Regions from separate parts of the Mus musculus genome. Here regions 2 and 3 are each linked to region 1. Evidence: chromatin contacts called from public HiChIP or PLAC-seq and promoter capture Hi-C data. All regions are on one chromosome and are shown on one strand. The core of a region is the stretch at or near the end of the contact, and the rest is flanking DNA. Distances in the headings are between cores, read along the strand shown.

Region 1 (5,148 bases), core at 1,694-4,193:
CATCTAAAAATGTCATGTGGTCCTCCCTCTTCAGTTGGCACCCAGGCTCACCTGGATATGGAGACAGGCAGGGTCTCATCACCACTACCAGTGGTCCTCTTACCTTCCCCAGGAACTGCCAGAGGCAGCCTCTAAGGACACCTTGCCATGAACAGCCTGATGGGGAGCAGTGGTGACAGAGGTCATGGGGTGGAGGGCAGTACATGAGGTGCTGTCTCTGACGTGCCTCACAGCCTTCCTGACTCTCCTGAAGGCTACAAGAGCTGGGCCACCGCCTTCTGTTTCCCATCAGTCATGACTGGGAATCTTACTGTCCTAATCACTTTTGTGGTACCTAACCCTGGGCTCCTCAATTCCCATGTGACCACAATCTTCACCTTTCAGCTACATGATGTCTTTGTCTAGTGACCCTACCTATATCACTATTATATAACATGTTTGTATCCATCAAACCCTGAAACTCTTTTCTGGTAGGTGGAGAGCATTTTCTAGTAGTGGCTAGATAACGATGGGCAGCATATTCAGAACCAAAGCCCATACAGACAAGACCATCCCTGGTCTTCTTTCTGCGCCCATCCCACAGGGCTTGGGACAGAGGTGTCATGGTGCTTGACATGAGTAGCCCAATCACATAGCTCAACAATGGGGGCTGTAGGAGATCCAATTAGTTTTTTGAGTGAACTTAGAAAGAAGACATTTTCATTTCAAGGTTAAAGTCAGTTTCTAGATAAATTACTTTTCTTACACTTATTTTATTTTTATGTGTATAGGTGCTTTGCCTGCATTTATGTCTGTCCACCACATGTGTGTCTGGTGTCCACAGAAGGCAGAGACCCTACCTCCCCCCAGAACTGGACAATGTGACACAATAGTAGCCACTGTTCTTATCTGCTGAGCCATCTCTCCAGCCCTAACTACATTCTTGATTTAAATGGCTATTTTCAGACAAAATCTGGGAAATATATGTGCGTAGCTACAAAGTAGTTGAATAAGTTATAACAGCCTCACACTGTGGAACATTAGTCACAATTTCTGAACATCTGTGTTGGATACATTTGCATTTTTACTACAAAAAATTTGTATATGTGAAAAGTGTAAATGGTAGAGTACATGTAAGTTAAGCTTTCTTCTGTTGAAAAGAAAAAACCTGGTTTGGGGGGGGGGGGAAGAGAAGGGAGAGAGAGAGAGAGAGAGAGAGAGAGAGAGAGAGTGAGTTCATATATGCACAAACACTAGAATAGGCACAGAAGAAATGAAACTAAGGAATTTACTCAGTTATTTCGGGGAGGTAGGACCAGAGAAGGAAACAGAACATGTAGTGCTATCTCTGACGTGGCTCACAGCCTTCCTGACTCGCCTGAAGGCTACAGGAGCTGGGCCACAGCCTTCTGTCGTGACTGGCAATCTTACCATCCTAACATATAATATCAAACATGGCTCTTCAAACACCATTCTAATCCTGCCTTCCATCTCTAGGACCAACAGATAAGTCCTTTGTCTTTACCATCTATGATCCATAGGTGCATACTGTAGTATATGTAAAAAGTGCTTTCCTTCAAGTCAGATGCCTGCAATATTTTGAGGGAAGGTAGACACACACACACACACACACACACACACACACACACCATTAAGAGCTGGGGAGATGACTCAGTGAGTAAAGCGTTTGCCACACAATCTTAAGGACCTGAATCTGAATCTCCAGAACCCAAGAAAAACAAAACAAAACACAGTGTGGTATAAAAATCAGTAATTGTGAGACACTTGAGGGTATAGGGGACCAAGAAGAAAAATTCCTGGAAGCCTGAGGGCCCAGTTCCGAGGCTGTCCTTTGTCGTAGAAAGAAGTACAAGTGTGCCTGTACATCTGCAACATTAAAAGTTGGTTGTTGGAGTAGGGTTTTTTTGGTTTGTGTTTTTGAGGCCATCTACACAGCTTTGGCTGGCCTGGGACTCAGAAATACCTGCCTCTGCCTCATGAGTACCATCATACCCCCCAAATTACAACACACACACACACACACACACACACACACAGTAGTAGAGCATTTGCTTATCAAGTGTGAGGCTATTGGTACATCCCATATAGCTTTTTAAAATTTTGAAGGATAAACCTGGGTGGGACATGCCTGCAATTCCAGCTCTAGGGAGAAAAGACTGGTGGCTTGCTCAAGGGCAATCAAGGCAACACAAGACAAGTAGAAACTGCCTCAAAAGCAAACAAACCAGCATGGTCAAACCAAGGCAAGGAACAGTCCTAATCCCACCACAGGGTCAGTTTCCATCCCCGCTGCTTTCCAGAATGACAGATCCAGTGCTGTGCACAGCATGAATCCTCGGAATCTGGGTTTTTCTGTTCAGAACGTTGCAGCTGGGGCTCATGTACGACATCACAAGTTCATTTTAGTGCTAAGTAGAATTCCACGAAGCTTACCCAGTGCGCTACAGAAAGACACCCTTCTTGGCCATAAAGCAAAAGACTTCCCCCTGCTGGTTAGTTGAGATAATTTAAATTTCTCAGGAAGTTGAAAAAGCAAAGAGGATCATGAGAAAAGTTGCTCATGTTGGGCTATAGCGGCTCAGCAAGGCATCAGGGGTCTTAGCAGAAAGAGAAGGGGTGTCTGCCCCGGCCTGGGTCCTTGTCTGGCTTAGACGCTGGTCTATCTTCTGACCAGCCTCCTTCCTGAGACTGCTCAAAGCTACAAGAACTAACTGAACAGAAATCCCCAGAAGGGCTGGCAGTTCGGCTTGAGAAGGAGAACGTGACCCTCGTAATTCACACTACGCGAGCCAGATATGAGGGTGCAGACCCCGCGGGCTTACCTGTGGGTCCCCTGAACCCTTGAGACATAGTGCCGGCAAGGCCCGCACCTGTGGCCGTAAGATGGCTGGCTCCCCAGAGTTCACTTTCGTTTCCTTGAAAAGGCTTCCCCGCCCAACTGTTGGGCCAAGAGGAGGGAGGGGTTTGCTCCCGGTAGCCGAGCAGCAGCATCCTGCCCACCATAAGGGCTGGGCCGCCGTAGTCCACGCCCACCGCCTTCCTCACCACTCCACCTCCACTAGCAGGGCACTATATACGTTCTCTGAGAGCTTGGGAGCTATTTACTTCACTGACAAGCTTATTTTTGTTCACGGTATTTTGGAAAGCTTCACTCAACAGCGCCCTCTCCGCCCTGTGAGGAAGTTCCTTTTCCGTGTTTAATCCCTACTGCTTGCGAGATTTACAAGTCTGTCCACTCCTAGAGTGACCATTGGCCAATGCCCTGTCCCCACTAGCCTGTCCTTCATTCCCCCTGTTGGCTGCTCCAAACTTCCTATCTTTTTGTAGATAAAATTCTTTACCTTCACGTATTCTGTTCTTTAGCCTAGAATGTTCCTCCCCCTTTCCTTGTTTTGTTTTTGAGACTTCAGAGGAATTCCACTTCCATATCCCTGGGTACCTGATGCGTTTGTACCAGTGTCAGCACCCAGCACATGGTGCAAGTAGGCCAGCATATGGCAGTCTGGGCATCTAGTGTATGCTACAACGTCAGCACCCAGCAGCACACACAGTGTAAGTAGAAGCCCCAGCATGTAGCAGTCTGGGCAAGATGGATGGCTCAAAAGTCACTCCCAATCATGTCCTCCCTGTTTGGTATAGCTGCCTGCCTTCAGTGCTCCCGGGGGCACTCCAGTGGGCAGGGCTGTTCTCGCCTATATCCCCTGCACAGTGAGTCCCAGACAGTCATAGGTGAGTGGATAATAGTGCACTCTAAGTAAAACAATTTGCGGAACAGAAACTTGGGGGGGGGGGGATAAAAAATGGCAATCAACACAGGAAAAGAGCTCAATCTTGTGCCATCAGGGAAACTCAGGAAAGGTCACAGTGAGTAGGTGTTCTTGTCCACTCACCAGTGTGGCACCATTAACTAGCACATAGGAGGACCAAGAAGGAGCAACCCCAGTCACTGCAGGAAGTCATTACTTAGAAACACACCCCATGGTTTAACCATTATATGCATTTAGCAGGATAAGCTACACAACACTGAAAGCAATCAAACTAAAATAAGCAGATGTTCCCACCTTAGGATATTACACAGCAATTGAAGTAAAAACCACAGCCAAATGCAGCAGATGGGAAACAATGTAACAATACTGAAAGAAGACCTCCTGTCCCAAACCAAGCAAAACCAAGGTCAATCATGTATTGCACAAGACAGGTTCAAGTCCAAGGCATTCTAAATGGAAGGAATGTTCTGGGGGCTAATGATCCACTGAGGACCCGCAGACAGTCTCATTCCTAAACTTTGTCTCGCTCCCTTGATAACTGTCCTAACTCTCCCAGCCTCACTAGGTGGCACCTCCACTGCAACCTGGGGCTGTTTACCTTTTCCAGGTTTTCCCCTCAACTGGAGGGCCTTGGGAACAAACAGGTGACAGTCCTGTCACAAGCAGCTTACTTCCCTAGGAGCTTGGGAGCCTCCTGCCAGGTTCCAATTCAGAGGGCTACTCCTTAGTCACCACCCAAATAACTAACTCAGTTGTGTCTAAAATAAGGTATCACAACCTCCCCCTTGGCGCTTGCAGGCCAGGAAGATTTATTTATTTTATGTATAGGAATACACTGTAGCTATCTTCAGACACCCCAGAAGAGGGCACCAGATTCCATTACAGATGTTGTGAGCCACCATGTAGTTGGTGGGAATTGAACTCAAGATCTCTGAAAGAGCAGTCAGTGCTCTTAACCACTGAGCCATCTCTCCAGCCCCGAAACATTCATTTTCTAAACTCACAGGGCCTTCCCCAGCAGTCTAACTTGCTCAAATAATCTGGGAGGCTTTCAGGAGACAAAAGAATGATGTATCACCTAGCTATACCGACCCTGAGAGATGTTCTACAGATGTTGATAGCCACAACCAGCTTTTGGTTTTGTTTTGTTTTTGAGACAGGGTCTCATACAGTTCAGGGTCACCTAAAACTCCTCCAATATACAGCTAAGGCTGACTGACTCTGAGCCCTTATAATTCTGTCTCTCCCTTCCAAGGGCTTCTAATTTTGAAATTACTAGAAAGCAAGAACTGTTTTGGGTAGCTGTCCCCCTTCCCCCCAAAAAAGAGGTCTCCAGAAGAAGGGACATCCTTTTATTACTGAGTCAGAGTTCTCCAGTAAA
Region 2 (5,148 bases), core at 1,546-4,045, 350 kb after region 1:
CCCACAGGGCTGTGCTGGCTGCCTGTAGCCACTACTTCAAGAAGCTCTTTACGGAGGGAGGAGGGGGAACCGTGATGGGAACAGGGGGTGGTGGGACGGCTTCTGGGGGAGCAGGGGCCGGTGTGTGTGAGCTGGACTTTGTAGGGCCAGAGGCCCTAGGTGCCCTGCTCGAGTTTGCTTACACAGCCACACTGACCACCAGCAGCGCCAATATGCCGGCTGTACTCCAAGCTGCTCGGCTACTGGAAATCCCGTGTGTCATCGCTGCTTGCATGGAGATTCTACAAGGCAGTGGGCTGGAAGCCCCCAGCCCCGATGAGGATGACTGTGAGCGAGCCCGACAGTACCTGGAGGCTTTTGCCACTGCCACCACCACAGCCTCAACCTCAGGAATGCCCAACGGTGAAGACAGCCCTCCACAGGTGCCCCTCCTACCGCCGCCGCCACCGCCACCTCGACCTGTTGCCCGTCGCAGCCGCAAACCCCGGAAAGCTTTTCTTCAAACCAAAGGGGCCCGAGCAAACCATCTGGTCCCTGAGGCACCCACAGTACTCACCCATCCCTTGACCTACGAAGAAGAAGAGATGGTTGGTAGATTGGGTAACAGTGGGGGCAGTGGGCTCGGAGATAGCTATAGTCCTCCTACAGGTGCCGCCTCACCTGCCGAGGGGCCCCTGAACTATGAAGTCTTTGAAGGTGAGGAAGAAGAGGAGGAGATGGCATACCCCCCAGGCTACGGGCTAGCCCAGAGTAATGAGCCCTCGCTATCACCAGAGGAGCTGGGCTCAGATGAAGATCCCATCGACCCCGACCTGATGGCTTACCTAAGTTCGCTGCACCAGGACGCCCTGACACCAGGCCTGGATGGCCAAGACAAGCTGGTGCGTAAACGCCGTTCACAGATGCCCCAAGAGTGCCCAGTCTGTCACAAGATAATCCACGGGGCAGGCAAACTGCCTCGGCACATGAGGACCCACACTGGTGAGAAGCCCTTTGCCTGTGAGGTCTGCGGCGTCCGCTTCACCAGGTGAGCACCAGGTGGGGACAGCCCAGAATGGGCTGAGGGTGGCTGTACAATGATTGGTGTGGGGGCCAGCTCTCTGGTGGGTTCCTAGAATGAGGTGGGAGGCCAAAAGAGGCAAACAAGGGCATGCTCGGGAGTGGGCTAGTTCCCAAGAAGATTGAACTGGAAGCAGAGGAGCTCATAGTGCCAGGGCCCATTGAGCTAAGGGCTAATCAAAAAGGGTCTCCTGGGGCAGCAATGGGGAAACCGCAGTGAGGAACAAGGGTGGGTCAAGGCCCGGGGGCGTGGCTAAAATGCCCTGGGGATCCTATCCTGAATCCTGAGTGTCTGCCCTTTCCCCTGCTCGTACTAGGAATGACAAGCTGAAGATCCACATGCGGAAGCACACAGGAGAACGCCCCTACTCGTGCCCCCACTGCCCAGCCCGCTTCCTGCATAGCTACGACCTCAAGAACCACATGCACCTGCACACCGGGGACCGGCCCTATGAGTGCCACCTGTGCCACAAGGCCTTCGCCAAGGAGGACCACCTGCAGCGCCATCTCAAGGGTCAGAACTGCCTGGAGGTGCGCACCCGAAGGCGCCGCAAGGATGACGTGGCAGCCCCTCACTACCCACCGCCCTCGACCACCACCTCATCCCCTGCTGGCCTCGACCTTTCCAATGGCCACCTGGACACCTTCCACCTCTCTCTGGCTCGATTCTGGGAGCAGTCGGCCACCACGGGACCCCCAGTCACTACACAAGGGCCCCCTGAGGAGGAGGAAGAGGAAGGGACACCCACCACACCACAGGCCGAAGGTGCCATGGAGTCCTCTTAAAAGAGGGATGAATGGGCAGGCTGGAACAGCCTGGGACACCACGCCAAGCAACGGGGAGCACATAAAACAAGTGGTATCGGGGTCGGGGGTGCTGAACCTTGTTGGTATCAGAATCGAACGCCTCTTCCCCCCAGAGCCTTCATTCCAATTACAAGCTGAGGTTTTGGGGCACAAGCTCTCTAGATTGGGGTGATCACCCAAGGAGTTAAACATGAAATATATGTCTGTTTGTCTGTCTGTGTGTGTATATATATATGTGTGTGTGTGTGCACGCGCGTGTGTGTGTTACACACACTCTCTGCACACACACACATATATATACACACACAATAAAGGTGGGTCCCTGTCCCCAGCCACTACTGGGGAATTGAAGCAATAATCTATCTCTGATTTGTGGGGTCCCACTTCGGCTATGCGGGTTTCTAGGAGGCTGGGGCTTAGGACCAAATCCTTGCTCTACTCCCATGCCCCCTGGGTTTTGGCTGTGAAGGGGTGGACTGCCCCTCCCTTCCGAGACCCCTCCTTCCTGGTTTCTGTTCCTTTTTCCTGGCCGTAAATTATGCAAAGGGGGGTGGCAAAGGAAGGGTAAGAGGGGGGAAACAAGGTAGAGGCTTGAAAGACTGGGGTGGCGGCGGTGGGGACTGGGCCTGTAAGGACGGAGCCATCCCAGTCCCCCTCCACCCAGTTCCAACGCTGAGTCATGGGGTCCTGGAGAAGAGGAGGGCAGGGTGGCCTGATTGGCTCGCCCGCCCCTGGGGGTAGCAGAAGGTCTCCGCCCAGCTAAGGGAGCTCTCCACCTCTTCCCTCCCGCGTCCCGGGGCAGGGAATGTCTTGTTCCTGGCGCTCCCTCCCTGGGGCCAGAGGGCAGGGCGGGCCGGGCGTCTTACCCTCTTCTCCTCCCTACCTCCCCGCCCAGGTGCAAGCGGGAGCCGCCTCTGCTGCTTGCTGCCCCTGACTCACGCCGCCCCCGGGCTGGCGGGCGCTGGGTGTGGGATGGGGTGAGGGGTTGAGGTAGCCTTGTAGGGAGCGGACAAGCTAGCGCCATCTGGTGGCCATGCCCTGTAAGGGCGAGCGCTACCCCCCAACCCCACCCCCCAGCGACCACTTTTCATGAGCTAGGGTCACACCCAGCCATCTAGGCCTGTGAACGGGTGCCCCCTTGCCAACATGGTGGCTAGGCAAGGCAACTCACTTGCCCCTGGGAAAAGTGAGCTGCGGAGCAGACCCAGAGGTAAGGGAACCTTTCCTCAGACCTTGCCTGGCACTCTTAGGACTGAGTCCACCCCCGTTCTGTACATAGCCTCTTCTGATGGTCTTGTTGAAATCCAATTTCACATTTTTAACTATCAGTTTTCCTGGGGTGGGGAAGAGTCTTCACCCCACCCCTTCCTCGCTGGGTGCTGGACCCCCATTGCGGCCTGGGCTCTGCCTTGCACTATTTACCCCTTTGGCCTAGTGGCCCTTCCCCCTCCTGGAAAGGGGCAGGTTCAGGGGCCCGGTGCTCTCCTCTCCCCATGCACCTCCATGCCCATTTGCACAGCTGCCCAGGTACCCCCAACAGTGGGGAAGGGCCACACAGGGAGGGGTGGCGGGACCAGTCCCTGTATCTATTTAAAAAGTGATGATGTAATATATTAGGAGGGAGGTCAGGTACCCTGGGCCTCATCTTAGCATTTCAGGTGATAGGGGAGCCCAGGGCTGGAGAAACCTGGGGCTTAGTCCCAGAGAGTGGAGACAGTGGCCTCCACTCTCTCTCCTTGTGGCTTCCCCACTCAGTGCCTTAGTGGGGGAACGCATTCCCCTCCCCCATTCCCTTCATCTACCCCTGCCCCTGCCTCGGGTGTAAGTGACAGGAAGAAATAATAATAATTTAAGATTCATATTTGTGTCCACTTTTGGTTCCTTTATTGGGGGAGGGGGGCGGCAGTGGGAGGGGTCGGGAGGGTCTGAGGCTGGGGAGGGGTCTTGTTTGGGGACAGGGATTTCCGAAGTGGTGCCTGGGGTTCTGGGAGAAAGGGGAGGCCCACAAAGCCAGATGAGCTTCTGGGAGATGCTGTGGACGCTTCCTCTGAAGTCACTGCTTTCTGTCCTGGTTCCTGGGAGGAGAGGAAGGACCAGTAAACTCAAAGTCACTGGTGGGTAACCTCTGCCACCGTCCCAGCTCGGGCCCTAACTGCCGCCCTTCTGGCATCCATCCCAGTTCTTCCTTTCCTCTCTTCTTTGTTTTTATAACTCTGTCTCTGTTTTGTTGAGACGGGGTTTCTCTGTGTAGCCCTGTCCCTGTAGACCAGACTGGTCTCAAACTCACAGATCCGCCTGCCTCTGCCTCCCAAGTGCTGGGATTAAAGGCGTGCACTACCACCTAGTGCTCTGAGGACCTGGCAACTGGAATACCTCTCTCCAACCCAGCCAGGGTATCAGCAAATTGCCCCGACTGCTCAAAGGCGATTGTCTCTGTTCCCGAAATTACTCATCCGTTCTTCTCTCCTACCGACCCAGAAAAAGACTTCAACTCTCAAACTCGTGGCTACCATATTTACAAGAGGAAAACAATGGGATCAGCCTTCCAAAAGCTGAGAGAGGACAGTCACTATACATTTCAAACCAACCTGGCCTACAATATTGAGGCCCTGTCACCAAAGGCAAAAAAAAAAAAAAAAACCTCCTCTGACTAAGAACAAAGGCTTCACTATCACCTGCCCCTTAACTCTACCTGGAAGTCCCTCAGCCTCCCAGGGCCAGTTTCTTTGCACTCTTCCTCACAGCAGACATTTCATTCTCTACCACCCACTCTGAAAACTATGTCACTCCCAGACACCTCTCGGGTCTCAGCAGGTGTCCTTGCCTCCTACTCCCTAGAGAAATTGAGGCTGGAGCAGTCTGCAGTCTGTTTAGAAGGGTCTCCACTCTTCAGTCTCAGAGCAGCCCCTCTGGCTACCTCATGCACCATTGCCTGGCCCAGCTCTTCCTCTGGTACCTTAGTCCAGGGCTGGAGGTTGAGCTTGTGCTCTCACAAGCACTCTGCTACTACACTGCATTCATAGACTTCAATGCTCTTTTCCATCTCCTAAATGTACTGGGATGCAGAAACACCTGTTGGTGCCGTGTACCTTGTATGTGAAGCCAATTCTTTATCATCAGGCTTCCTTTTTTTAGAGCCAAGCATGGTAGCACATCATAACTTTCATTCTATGGAGACTGAGGTAGAAGGGTTACAAGTTCAAGGCCAGCATGGACCACATAGTATGAATAGGGAGGCTGTGCGGTGGTGGCACACACCTTTAATCCCAGCACTTGGGAGGC
Region 3 (5,148 bases), core at 1,030-3,529, 310 kb after region 1:
CAAAATAGCTCCAGAATAAACTATCGCTTTATTCCCTTAAAAAAAAAAAAAAAAAAGTAGCTGGGTGTGGTGGTGCACCCTTTTAATCCCAGCAGAGGCAGGTGGATTTCTGAGTTCGAGGCCAGCCTGGTCTACAAAGTGAGTTCCAGGACAGCCAGGGCTATACAGAGAAACCCTGTCTCGAAAACCAAAAAAAAAAAAAAAAAAAAACCAAATACAAGAAATAAAAGATACTTTTTGCTTATTTGTTTTTTCAAGATAGGGTTTGTCTATGTAACAACACTGACTGCCCTGGAACTTGCTTTGTAGACCAGGCTGACCAGGATGGCCTGGAACTTACAGAGAACCAATCACCGGGGTTTGCCTCCACTTGCCTAACCGCTGCTGTGGCTGCGGAGGTTGCTCAAAGTGTCTACCTTCAGACCTCTTCAGCAGCACTTAAAGCAGTTTAAATACCACCCTTCATTCTCTCCCCTGTGCTTAGTCCCCATCCCAGGAAAGCTGTTACTGAATACCACATCTCTTCCTGAAAAGAAATTCTGTCATTCTGTTTGCTAAGACCTCAGCTCTTACACTCCCAATCACACAAACACACCATGGTGTCATCTTGAGAGATGGCTCTTCCTGGGAGCTTTCATATCGGAAGGCCAGGGATGAGCAAGAGGTGCCCGCATTTGGAAGAAAAAGTCAACACGAGCCTTTAAGTTTGCTTAGAGATTGCCTCCTGCACCCAAGGCTAGGTAGTAAGGGCAGGAGAAAAGCCGCGTTAAACACCTCGGCACAGCAGGGAGGAAGCTGGAGGGGCAGGAAATAGCAGGAAATGGCGAAAGCCTCAGGAATGTTTCCAGCAGGGAAGGTTAGGCAAGTGGGGCCAGGATGAATGCCAAACTAGAATATCTGGATAGGGGGAGGGGTCTTGTAAAAACAGCGGAAAGGACGAGAACCTCTACTCCTGTCTCCAAAACAGTTTTTCTTTTGACAGCAGGAAAACTTTGACTCCCGTTAGGCTCACACAAACCAATGCTTAGTCCAATCCAGGCATGGGAAGGTGCCATCTATGGCTGTCTTTGGGATGGGGTCTCAAAGGAGTCAAGAGTCTCCTTTCCTTCATCCACTCTCCAGCTGTAAACGAAATTCAGTCCCTTCGACTTAATTCACTCTCGAAGGTTACGGGGGTGGGCGAAGAGGGGAGAGGGGCGACGCTGCTAATAAGCTCACTCCTTACAACCACAAATTTCAACCCCCCACCTTATGGAGCACCAGAGCTCAGGAGAATTAAGCCCAAAGCTTAAAACAAGGAGAGGGATATAGAAGCGGATGAAACGTCAGGCATTTAAGACCTGGGTTTTGCGGCACTGACCCAAGCCCAAGAGGAAGGAGAATCCTGAGGGGACAAGGTCCCTAAACAGGGAGTACGGCACATTCCCAGGATCGGACGTGGACAGTGGAAGGGGCGGGTCCCAAAGGGGCGGGGTCCCAAAGAGGCGTCACTTCTACAAAGTCACATCGGTCTTTCAAAAGCACGGTTTTCCCTCTTTTGGAAGCCAGGCAATGGATAGACTGGGTTCAACCGAGAATCCTGAAGAGGCAGACTCAGAGAGAGAACAAGGAAGACTAATCATATGGTGCTGGGAAACACGTCTGGGGGTGCGATTCCCAGGAAAGTAAGACCACAGGGTGTGGTCGCGATCATAAGAGACAAGTCGGGGTTCAGGGAGCCCCTTGAAGTAGGAAGGTGGGACTTCCGGAGAGGGGTCTCGGGGGCGGGACTTATACAGCAAGACCGGAAGTAGGGTCCTGGGAGAGGGGTTCCGGGGTGGAAGAGGAGTTGGTCGCCACAGAAAGAAAGTCTAGACTTACCAGGGTCTCATGGAGTCTCCGCACCGCACCGCGGGCCGATCTGGTTCCGGATCACGCAACTGTCTGCTTAAGTCACCGCCCCAACTTTCACCCCAGCCTGGGCCTCCCCAGACAAACTTTATTACACTCACTTCCGGCCTCACTAACCCCTGACCCCCTACCTCGCTGTCCCTCCTTTACCCGTCTGCTTTCCAAAGTTGGCCAATGGCTGCGCCAGCAGGCTCAAGGGGCGCAGTGAGAGCCAATGAGAATCCTAGTTTGACCCAGCTCATTCTTCAGAAACCTGAGCACAGCACTCCATTTACGACTTGAAGAGACGCCAAAGCAAGCCAATCGAGGACTTCAAAATGGAGCTGTCCCGCCTTCGGCCGCAGAGACCAATAGGAAGTGCGGGCGGTGTGTTTGAAAGCGAGGCCAAAGAGGGTGGGAGCGCGTGCTGCTGGGAGTTGTCTGGAGGCCTGCGGCGCGGGGCTGAGCGCCCTCGGACAGAGCAATCATGTCCCACAAACAAATCTACTATTCGGACAAATACGACGACGAGGAGTTCGAATACCGGTTAGTGCCGGCGCGGGGACTACAGACAAAAGAGAGCACGCGAGGAGTTAGTTACCTAGGCCGGAGTGGGAGGCGGGGGATGGGGGCGGGGGACAGTGTAGAACGGGCGCGTGCGCAAGGAATTACCGGGGAGTGGGGTGGGGGTGGGATTGGGTACAGCAGCAAAGCACATGCGCAAAAGGTGGACGGAGGATGTAAAACAATGAAAGGGAACTTAGAGTTGGCCGGCTGTTAAATTGAAGCGTCTTGTAGCTCTGATCAGTTTTACCTCTGGGAATTCACATCACTAAAGCAACTTTGTTGTGGCGATTTCCCTAATAGGAACTGCTCGCGTTACTGAAATCTCAAAGTCTGCTGGGAGAAAGAAGGTAGCCCGTGCAGAACTGAAAGTTTCATGCTCTTGATGAAAGGACGGTTCTAAGAGAGCCTCAGTGTTGGTGGTTTTTAGTTTATAAAAAAGATGAGTAGTTGTCAGCCTTGTTTTAGATAGGCTTTTACAGGACTTGGAGTGGCATGAAGACTGTGGCCGTGGGTAGATACCTTTCAAATACTTGATCATTCATGGCGCGCATAGAGGTTTCAAGTGTTTTCTGTTAAGGTGCAAGATAAGCTGGTACGGTAGCTCACATCTTTAATCTCAGCATTCTGGAAGCTGAGGCTGCAGGATTGTCATAGGGTCCAGCCCAGATCACACTACAGATGGAACCTTGTCTCAAGTGTAAAGTACTCAGCTGTTTTCCACGTCTGTAACAATGTTACACTTACAGCATTTGCATGGCTGGAGAAATGAGTGGCTTCATCTCTGGGAAGCTGTAACTCCAGCTTAGCCTTGGCATTTTTGTTTAAAGGAGGGGTTTGTTTGGGTTTCTTTTTTTTTTTTCTTTTTTTTCTTTTTTTTCTTTTTTTTTTTTTTTTTTTGGTTCTGTGTATCGAAGTCACAGTTAGAATGGAAGCTCTTTTCTGACATTTGGACAACAATGGGGTGGGGCTCTTGTTATTATCACAAAGGAAGAAGCATTTAGTACATCTTCACTGAGCATGATAAAGTAAATCTACTTGGGGTAGCCTGAGTCAAGTCAGGTAATTTTTTGCCATAAACTTATGTTTGGGAAAGCTTGGGATTTTCCAAGTATCATAGCACATCCCTTAGAAGTATGAACATTTGCATGTTTGTCTTCATACCTGTTCCGTAAAAGGCCTTTCCACACAGTCCTAGAGTAGGTAACCAGCTAGAGGCCTGTGAGGCCTGTGATCAAAGGAGAAACAAATATCGTCAGTATCTCATACCCAGGAGTCACACATCAAATTGCTCATTTGTGGTTTTAATAACTCTTATGAAAGTGGTGAAAACCCATGGTGTTTTTATTTTGGTTTTGCTTTCTTTCTTGTTTTTGTTTGTTGTTGTTTCGTTGTGGTTGTGGTTGTTTGGTTTTGTGTTTTTGAGACAGGGTTCATCTGCTGCTGTGGTTGTCCTGGAACTTGCCCTGTAGACCAGGCTGGCCTCAACTGAGACCCACCTGCCTCTGCCTCCTGAGTGCGGGGATTAAAGGAGTGCCCACACTGGGCTAGTTACTTATTTTCACAGATTCTCTGTAGCGCAGGATAGCCTGAAACTCCCGGTCATGCTGCCATATCCCCGAGTGCCAGAATCATGGCACGTGTGCCACACTCCGCTCTCAGTATGTAGGTCAGTGTCTGGCAGACTGACAGCTCTGACACAGTCCTCACTCACATCCCCATGTTTCTGTTACAGGCATGTCATGTTGCCCAAGGACATAGCCAAGCTGGTCCCGAAAACCCATCTGATGTCTGAATCTGAATGGAGGAACCTCGGCGTTCAGCAGAGTCAGGGATGGGTCCACTATATGATCCATGAACCAGGTCAGTGAAATGTAGGGAGATTACAGAGCAGAGCAGTAGAGGGAGGAGGGCGTCAGTCATTGGAGGGGACTCTTTTTAAAGCCACATATATCCTGGTGATGGCCCCTGCAAATCACTGGATCTGTTCCAGATAAGCAAAGACAGTTAATTCTATTGTAACACTTCTGTGCGTGGCAGAAAGGGCAGGCTCTCGGGCTGTGTGCACCTGCATGCTGTGAAGAGTCCGTAGCACTGCACTGCGCAGTAGCATGCACTGTCGACTGCTCAGAATGCTGGGAGTTTCTTTCTTAGATTTCACTGTTTCTTCCAGAACCTCACATCTTACTGTTCCGACGGCCACTGCCCAAGAAGCCAAAGAAATGAAGCCGGCGAACCGCCTTCCGGCCTCGAGCGGTCCACAGCTGTCCTCACTCCCTGCCATCTTTCTGATCGCGTGACCATGTTGCTTTCTTATTTCTCACTTTGATATGTAAAGGATACACTGTTTGAATGTGCTGGTACCTGCTTTGCTTCTGGAGTTGAGCCACCAGTGCCACAGCCCTGTCAGATGAGTGTGACCTCAAAGCCCTCGTGTGCGCGGGACCCAGCAGGCCATATTAGTCATTTGGCAGAAGCATGTGAAATCTAGATCATGGCTGTTACAAGGATGGTGTGAATTTGCTGACGTGTTTTTTACTATTGGGTATTGTATTTATGATGACTTATGGATTTATGTTTCAATGTATTGGAAATTTTGCATTTTATCTGACAGATCTCTTCCATGTTACAAGCCTTGATTAAAGGAAGTTTTTTATAATCTTAACGCTGTGGTTATAAGACTGTCCCATCCTGTACCCTCACTCCTTCATTTCC

The links. Promoter capture Hi-C pulls out the DNA fragments that hold promoters and counts their contacts. HiChIP or PLAC-seq counts read pairs in DNA pulled down with a chosen protein or histone mark.
Region 2: a contact with region 1 is called in an H3K4me3 HiChIP or PLAC-seq map of embryonic basal ganglia, with 4 times the contacts expected there. The contact joins the enhancer-like site here to the promoter of Adar in region 1. A contact is called at or near these places in 1 of 484 Hi-C or Micro-C datasets (the G1E-ER4 cell line), 9 of 115 datasets of contacts at active chromatin or transcription factors (craniofacial prominence, embryonic basal ganglia, embryonic forebrain and 6 more) and 3 of 9 other capture datasets (adipose tissue, liver and pancreatic islet).
Region 3: a promoter capture Hi-C map of pre-B cells shows a contact between it and region 1, with 2.7 times the contacts expected there. The contact joins the promoter of Cks1b here to the promoter of Adar in region 1. A contact is called at or near these places in 16 of 39 promoter capture datasets (the 3T3-L1 cell line, 3T3-L1-derived adipocytes, the C10 cell line and 11 more), 1 of 484 Hi-C or Micro-C datasets (muscle stem cells), 14 of 115 datasets of contacts at active chromatin or transcription factors (the 230-238 cell line, PVALB interneurons, the SCID.adh cell line and 11 more) and 4 of 9 other capture datasets (adipose tissue, liver, macrophages and 1 more).

The regions. Positions count from the first base shown.
Region 1 is chr3:89,728,513-89,733,660 of GRCm38.p6, reverse strand. It overlaps Adar (adenosine deaminase, RNA-specific), which reads right to left and starts at 2,943. Exons shown (of 15, transcript NM_001146296.1): 1 at 2,823-2,943. The coding sequence starts at 2,850.
Region 2 is chr3:89,376,223-89,381,370 of GRCm38.p6, reverse strand. Dcst2 (DC-STAMP domain containing 2) reads right to left here. Exons shown (of 15, transcript NM_001370853.1): 15 at 3,728-3,941. The coding sequence ends at 3,920. Zbtb7b (zinc finger and BTB domain containing 7B) reads left to right here. Exons shown (of 3, transcript NM_009565.5): 2 at 1-1,027; 3 at 1,377-3,727. The coding sequence ends at 1,845. Among named protein-coding and RNA genes, the nearest start is that of Gm15417, 13 kb to the left of the region's middle. Within about 2 kb of position 2,795, at least 281 of the 459 cell types and tissues checked have an H3K27ac peak or open chromatin away from gene starts, as enhancers often do. A contact at or near this core is called in the G1E-ER4 cell line, adipose tissue, embryonic basal ganglia and 5 more, where this site is marked.
Region 3 is chr3:89,415,422-89,420,569 of GRCm38.p6, reverse strand. It overlaps Cks1b (CDC28 protein kinase 1b), which reads left to right and starts at 2,279. Exons shown (of 3, transcript NM_016904.1): 1 at 2,279-2,415; 2 at 4,169-4,296; 3 at 4,607-5,098. The coding sequence starts at 2,357. The coding sequence ends at 4,659. It also overlaps a transcript of Shc1 not described here.